Linked DNA regions of Mus musculus: region 2 is linked to region 1. Evidence: chromatin contacts called from public promoter capture Hi-C data. All regions are on one chromosome and are shown on one strand. Each heading gives the region's core, a stretch centred on a gene start, on an enhancer-like site or on the middle of the called end of the contact. The rest is flanking DNA. Distances are from core to core; before and after follow the strand shown. Region 1 holds the start of Tmem38b (transmembrane protein 38B). Region 2 holds the start of Elp1 (elongator complex protein 1).

What was found. Capture Hi-C pulls out chosen DNA fragments and counts their contacts.
Region 2: a contact with region 1 is called in a promoter capture Hi-C map of adipose tissue, with 5 times the contacts expected there. The contact joins the promoter of Elp1 here to the promoter of Tmem38b in region 1. A contact is called at or near these places in 8 of 39 promoter capture datasets (cranial neural crest, frontonasal cranial neural crest, hippocampal neurons and 4 more), 1 of 484 Hi-C or Micro-C datasets (CD4 T cells), 3 of 115 datasets of contacts at active chromatin or transcription factors (astrocytes, embryonic forebrain and pro-B cells) and 1 of 9 other capture datasets (adipose tissue).

What each region holds. Positions count from the first base shown.
Region 1 is chr4:53,824,451-53,827,557 of GRCm38.p6, forward strand. It overlaps Tmem38b (transmembrane protein 38B), which reads left to right and starts at 1,595. Exons shown (of 6, transcript NM_028053.2): 1 at 1,595-1,770. The coding sequence starts at 1,659.
Region 2 is chr4:56,800,836-56,803,754 of GRCm38.p6, forward strand. It overlaps Elp1 (elongator complex protein 1), which reads right to left and starts at 1,496. Exons shown (of 37, transcript NM_026079.3): 1 at 1,324-1,496. It overlaps Abitram (actin binding transcription modulator), which reads left to right and starts at 1,494. Exons shown (of 6, transcript NM_001081420.1): 1 at 1,494-1,891; 2 at 2,761-2,812. The coding sequence starts at 1,777.

The sequences.
Region 1 (3,107 bases), core at 345-2,844:
TCAACTACACAGCATTCCATTAGACCAGGTAGTTTATGTAGTGGCCAGAAGCAAATATGATAAGCACATACAAAATATGGATAGAGCTTTTCTGTGTGTGTGATCTTCCTAGTTCATTTCTTTTAGATCTTATAAATATTGTCTTTAGGCAGTAGGCAGATGTGAGCACACTTCGTTTTGCACTCATGTGGTGAGTCAAATGTCAGGGAGCCTGCAATATCTCTGAGCAGAGCTAATAAAGCCTTGACTGTTTATTTTATTATATTTATAATAAACAAAGTGTGCCAGAAGCTAAAAAGAAATGTTTCCCTGTAAAAAGTGTTTGCTTAGAAAAGCAGATCAAAAAGTATTTAATCAAGGCTATTGTTTCTTGACAAGTTATGAAATGAAGAATGTTGCTACCACTTTCTTACATTTGAAACCTGGTGTTTAGGACAGTGGTGCCTCTGGCAGCCAGTAAAATGCTCGGTACAAAGCACGGGTGTAAATAACATTTGCTAAGTGAGTTAATACCGAGGCTAACCTCAGGAGGAAAAGGCGATTGCCCTTTGCAGCAATATAACAGTCACCTACCTGCTCCCTCAATAGCTTGTGTGTACCCATGCCAAGTAACAACATGATCTGTTGACATGTCAAATAAAAATGTGCCAAATTTACCTTTTTTTTCTTAAAATCCAGTCTCACTTTTTCCCTTTACTTTTAGTTCTTTTTGCAACCAATTTCAGCAGATAGCTCCTTTTCTTGTTTTTCAAAACCTGGCTCCTTTTGCTGTCATTACAGGTGGTGTTTGTATCCACTTTAGTCTGCTTGGCAGTCTTTCTCTATCTGTGGCTTTGTCCTTAAGACCTGCATCTACTACTACTACCTTTTGTCTTGGATTAGTGAATGCATTTCTGATTTCCCTAGTCTCTTCTCATGAATCTTTGGTGCTGGATTGCAACTTCAGAGACCTGCCCATCTTCTTCACCCCAACTACCAATTCAGCACATGCTTTTGATAAACAAGACTGAGGACAATGTAGCGACTGATCAAGAGCTTAAACCACCTGGTTTCACTGCGAAAGACTTTTATTTCTTTTACAACTTCATTTTTCAGGTTGTAGTCTAGCCAAAATAACTTCTAATATTTACAGACTTGCTTTTAATACCGTGTGCATTTCCCTGCAATGGTCTTCTCTAACCATCTGCTTTGGCGTGGCATCCATACTTTTTATGCTTTGTGAAATTCCGTGAGTCCTTAAAATTTTTTTTTCCCTCTGGGAAAATTCAAGTTTCATGGGGATATGGATAAAACATTACCGTTTTATTATCTTTCATATCTTCACTAAGTAATAAATGAGTTACATCGTGGCTGTTCAGAAAAAGAGGAATGGCATCCGTTTACATAGAATCTGACTTTGAGCGTTGCCCGTTGCCCCTTGGGTCAGCTGGCACTGACTGCAACACTGAGAAAATGTCATACCTTTTTTAGGAGAACCAGGGCCAGGGCCCCGCCCCTCGTTCCGGCTCCGGCCCCGCCCCCGTTCCGGACCCCGCCCCCCTAGGCTCCAGGGCGCACGCGCAGGGCTGAAGCTGGCGCGGCCGTCCCCTCCCCCACCCCCTCCGCCGGAGGGGAACCGGCTGCCGCGGCTGCTGGGGCCGGCGGCGTCGGTAGTCGTCATGGAGTACCCGTGGGATGATCTGACTCTGGCCTTTTCCCGCACGTCCATGTTTCCCTTTTTTGATATCGCCCACTACCTGGTGTCGGTGATGGCGCTGAAGCAGCGGCCAGGTGAGTGAAGGGGCCCGACGCGCTCCCGGTTCCGCGTCCTCACTGCGGGAGGCAGGGACGCCGGGATGCCCTGCGGCCCACCCCTCAGTACCGAGCACGGGACTCAGACGTAGGCTGAGGAAGGTCATGTAGACCCCTGAGCGGGACGTCTCAGGTGGGACCTAGCACCTTGCTAGCGTGTTGAACCAGGAGAGGGGGTGGCTTTGCGGTTTCTCAGTCAGCCACTGGAGGCACGGTCCGGGTAACAGTCGCTTGGCATGTAGTTCAGCCCTCTGTGAAACATGTGGGATGGGATGGGATTTTCACAACGTTGAGTTCCATGAACCATGTGACCAAAAAGCAGTGTTTGTACTCCTGTCTTTGACATTGAATGTAGTGGGTTTCCTTTTAAAGTTCCCCATTTTCCCATTATTTTTCTGAGTCTGTCTTTGAGTTCAGGCATTTCTCTGCCTTCCTTGTCCGGGAGGTGAAGGGTGAAAGTTTAAGGGTTGTCTTACCTTTTCTGGACCACTAATTCTTTAAATCCTTGCCTCATACGTTTTTGAGAGTTTTCTGTGTCTAACTCGTGGAGGAACAGGTCATCCTCGTGGGAGACTGTTTCTCTGATTAAAGAGAACTACAGTTTCGTTACTGCTCCATATCTAGAATCCGATAGTATCTTGTATTGACTAAATCAGACGTTTTCAAAGTGTGGCTCACTTCCCAGGTTCTTCCCTGTCACACACTGTAAAGTTCATTATTTTCATAATGTATCTTCAGAGGTTATTTATCCGTTCTTGCCTTTATGAGTGTACAGCGAAGTTTCCCAATGGCCGTGTGACTTAACAGTGTTGTAAGAGATAATGAAACAGCTGATGAGTCCAAGCATTTCTGTTTGAGGCTAGACATTAAGGAGATTTGCCTAATTAGATAGCAATGTGCCTTTTCTCACGAAATACTTTTTTGATTTTGAGAATAGTTATTTTAGTAAAGAACACATTATTTACATTTAATGCATTATTTTAAAATCCATATGTAACTGCTTTAAAAACTGTTAACGTTTCCAAATGCTAAATATAAACACCAACTCTAGGTCCTTCCTTGTTACTGGAGATAGAAGCTACTGAAGTACCCACCCACTGAGTAGAGCCCCAGGCCAAGAAATTTTAAAAATATTTTTAAAGGTATGATCTACATAAATATATTCGCTATTTTTTTATCACAAAGTTATATGATAAAAATATAAAGTATTTTATATTCCAAAGCACTTTATCCCTCTGTAGTCTCTTCCCCTAAATTCTGGCATCCCATTCATGCCCTCTTTAAATTTTAGGGGTCAGTATGGGTCTAAAATTTGA
Region 2 (2,919 bases), core at 246-2,745, 3.0 Mb after region 1:
ATAAAACACAGCAAGGCAATCTGAGTTTTTAAAAGAATTACCGAGTTCAGGTCTGGAAAGACTGCTCAGAGGTTAATGAACACTGGCTGCTCTTCCAGAGGACCTGAGTTCAGTTCCCAACACCTACACAGCAGATAACAACTATCTATAACTCCAATTCCAGGGAACCCCATGCCTTCTTCTGGCCTCCATGGTCACTTGGTAAAAAGGCAAACTCATTAATCTCTCTAATGCCCCAATTCTTTTAGCATGAAAACCGACTTCTCTAAATTGTCATTCTGACACTGCTCACTCATTTAACTTTTTGGAGTTACACAGTCCTGTAGTTTTCTCAATGCTTTCAAAGTTAGGAAACATCTTCCAAATGTTTCTAGGATCATAATCTGCTAACAGCCTTCCTTTGGCACCTCCAACTGCACCTCCCTTGACTCCACCCACACATGTTCTAAGAGGTGCTTTCATACAACTTTGATCATGTCCCAAAATTCTGACCATTGATCCACTTTCTCCCCTACCTTCAGGCTTGGTAGCTCACTAAAGGGAAGATTAGATAAACCTATATACCTTGTAAATGAACAAGACCAAACTAAACATTAAACTCACATTAAAATCAATCCTGATATTATCATAAGCTGACCCTTACAAGCATATGAAATGCAACCTGAAAAACAGAGAACCTGCTGATCTCTTATCAAATAATAGCTCATCCTGGCTTGGGACTTATTGTCATCTCTGTTTCCACAAACTAAAATTTGTCTTTGTCTCTTTTTCTTTCACTTACACATCGAGATATTTGCTGGTTATATATCATGGTTCTCAATACGCAAACGAATCCTTTACACAATACCTAAGATCCGTTATGTGACTTACAACAAAACCTTGCCAAATGTTAGGCCCTAAAGACAAAAGACTATAAAATCACAGCCATCACAGAAATCCCGGCTTAGGTACACCAGGTAGGGAAGCACGAGATACACTACTTCATAGAAAAGTCCCAAATGCGAGCGAGAAGGGACCCGCAGCACAGCACAGAGGCCTCTATTTACCTATCACCTTCCACGACAAGCTGGTAGAGGTTTTATCTACACGCTACAAGGAAACCCGCAATTGGGGTACCGGACCCTCATCCCTCGCAGCGCCCCAAGACGGCCCCGGGGAAAACGTGTACAGAAAGCATCCGAAACTCGAAGAAAGAAGAGGTCCACGCCCGGCCCGCCGGCGCGCGCAGGCAGAAGCGCGTGCATCTCCCCTGCACCAGAACAGCCCTGGACAGCAAGACCAGGCCGCACACAGCGGCTCGGACTGGGACGGGCGAATGCTCACCTACGACGCCCTCGAGGCGGCTCCGAGCCCTCACGGCGCACTGGGTTTGGAAAGGAACCGCCGATGCACACGGGAGACGAGAAACACGATCCACTGAAGGGCGAAACACGCCAGGTAGCACCAGAAAGGCGGCGCGGACGTGGCGTCACCCGCGAGGCGCGCTGAGTGACGTCACCGGGTGGGTGTGGCCAGACGCGCCTCCTCAGGAGCTCGAGGGTGCTCAGAGGGTCCAGGGGATCGGGGAGCCCTCACCCGGCAGAGGCAGGACCTTGCTGTCTGCTGTCCCTCAGCTCTTTGACACCCGGTTGTTTTTGCCCCACAGTTGGGCTTTGGCCCAGGATCACAGGTGACTGGGGTCGGGGAGGGAGTTTGGCCGCCAGCCGGGGAGTCGCGCGCGTGCGCACGACACCAACCGGCTCCCACGCGCCGGAACTACGCTCCTGGACTAGAGGGATGGAAGAGCTCCGCTGCCCCGAAGCCAAGCTGGCGCCACCAGAGGTAGTCATAGCTACCGAAGCCCCGCCACCCTCCCTTGTGGATCGATACTTCACTCGCTGGTATAAAGCGGGTAAGTGCGGGATGGTGGTGAGCTCCGCTTTACCGCACGGGTGCAGGCACTTCTGCCACGCGATGCAAGCCACCCGTGCTCTTCCCTGAGCATCCTAGTCCCAGGAATACAGATTTGCGCTGATGAAGAGCTAAAATAGGCGCTTTCCTTCGTGGGAACCGCAGCGCCATGTGTGGGTTGTTTGCAGGAAAGGACGTGAACTAAACTAAGGAACTCCGCGTTGGTCTATCTGGGCTTTCCCCACACTACTAAGGGTTGGTGTGCTTGGAGGGATCAATCCTACGCCGAACCGGGAAGAAACCTTAGGCATGGAGAGAAAAATTAAGAAATGTTAAGGAAGCAGTATCTAGTGTTAAGAAGAAACTGTGCATATTGTCCACTGGACGTTTGAAATAGGCTTCTCTGGTGTTCGTTCTGCCAAGAAAATACCGATACCACCTTTGGGGATCCTCCTCTAGCCTCTATTTTAGCCTTTTTAAATTCAGGGAAACCGGTAGACCCACATATAATATTTAGGATAAGCATCCTAAATTCTCTTTAGGACTGAATTTAAAAAAAAACGTGTGATTTTTGCATACCATCAAGACAGCCTCACAAAACACCACCATAATGTCAGCAATGTGGCGCTTATAATAGTGTTTCTCTAGGTGTACTCATTTTAAAGTGACAAGATGGAGGAGCTAAGAATGTTACCTGCCTTAACACTGAGTAAAGGATTCTATGTAAATTAGGCCACTTAAAATACTTCATAGCCTTTATTTACTTTGCCCACTGTGCTCAGCTTCGCAATGAACAATCTTCATGAACCAAAGGAGGTAATCACGTGGTAAATGCCAGTTCAACAACCTGCGACTCATTTATTCCTCTAGATGTTAAAGGAAAACCCTGTGAGGACCACTGTATACTCCAGCACTCCAACCGGTAAGCAAACCGGGAATCTTAAACTATCAACACTTTCCTTCTGGTAGCTAGCCTGGTGCGGTCTTGGGTCGGGTATGAGCATTCATGAAACTGTCTTCTGTGGTGTT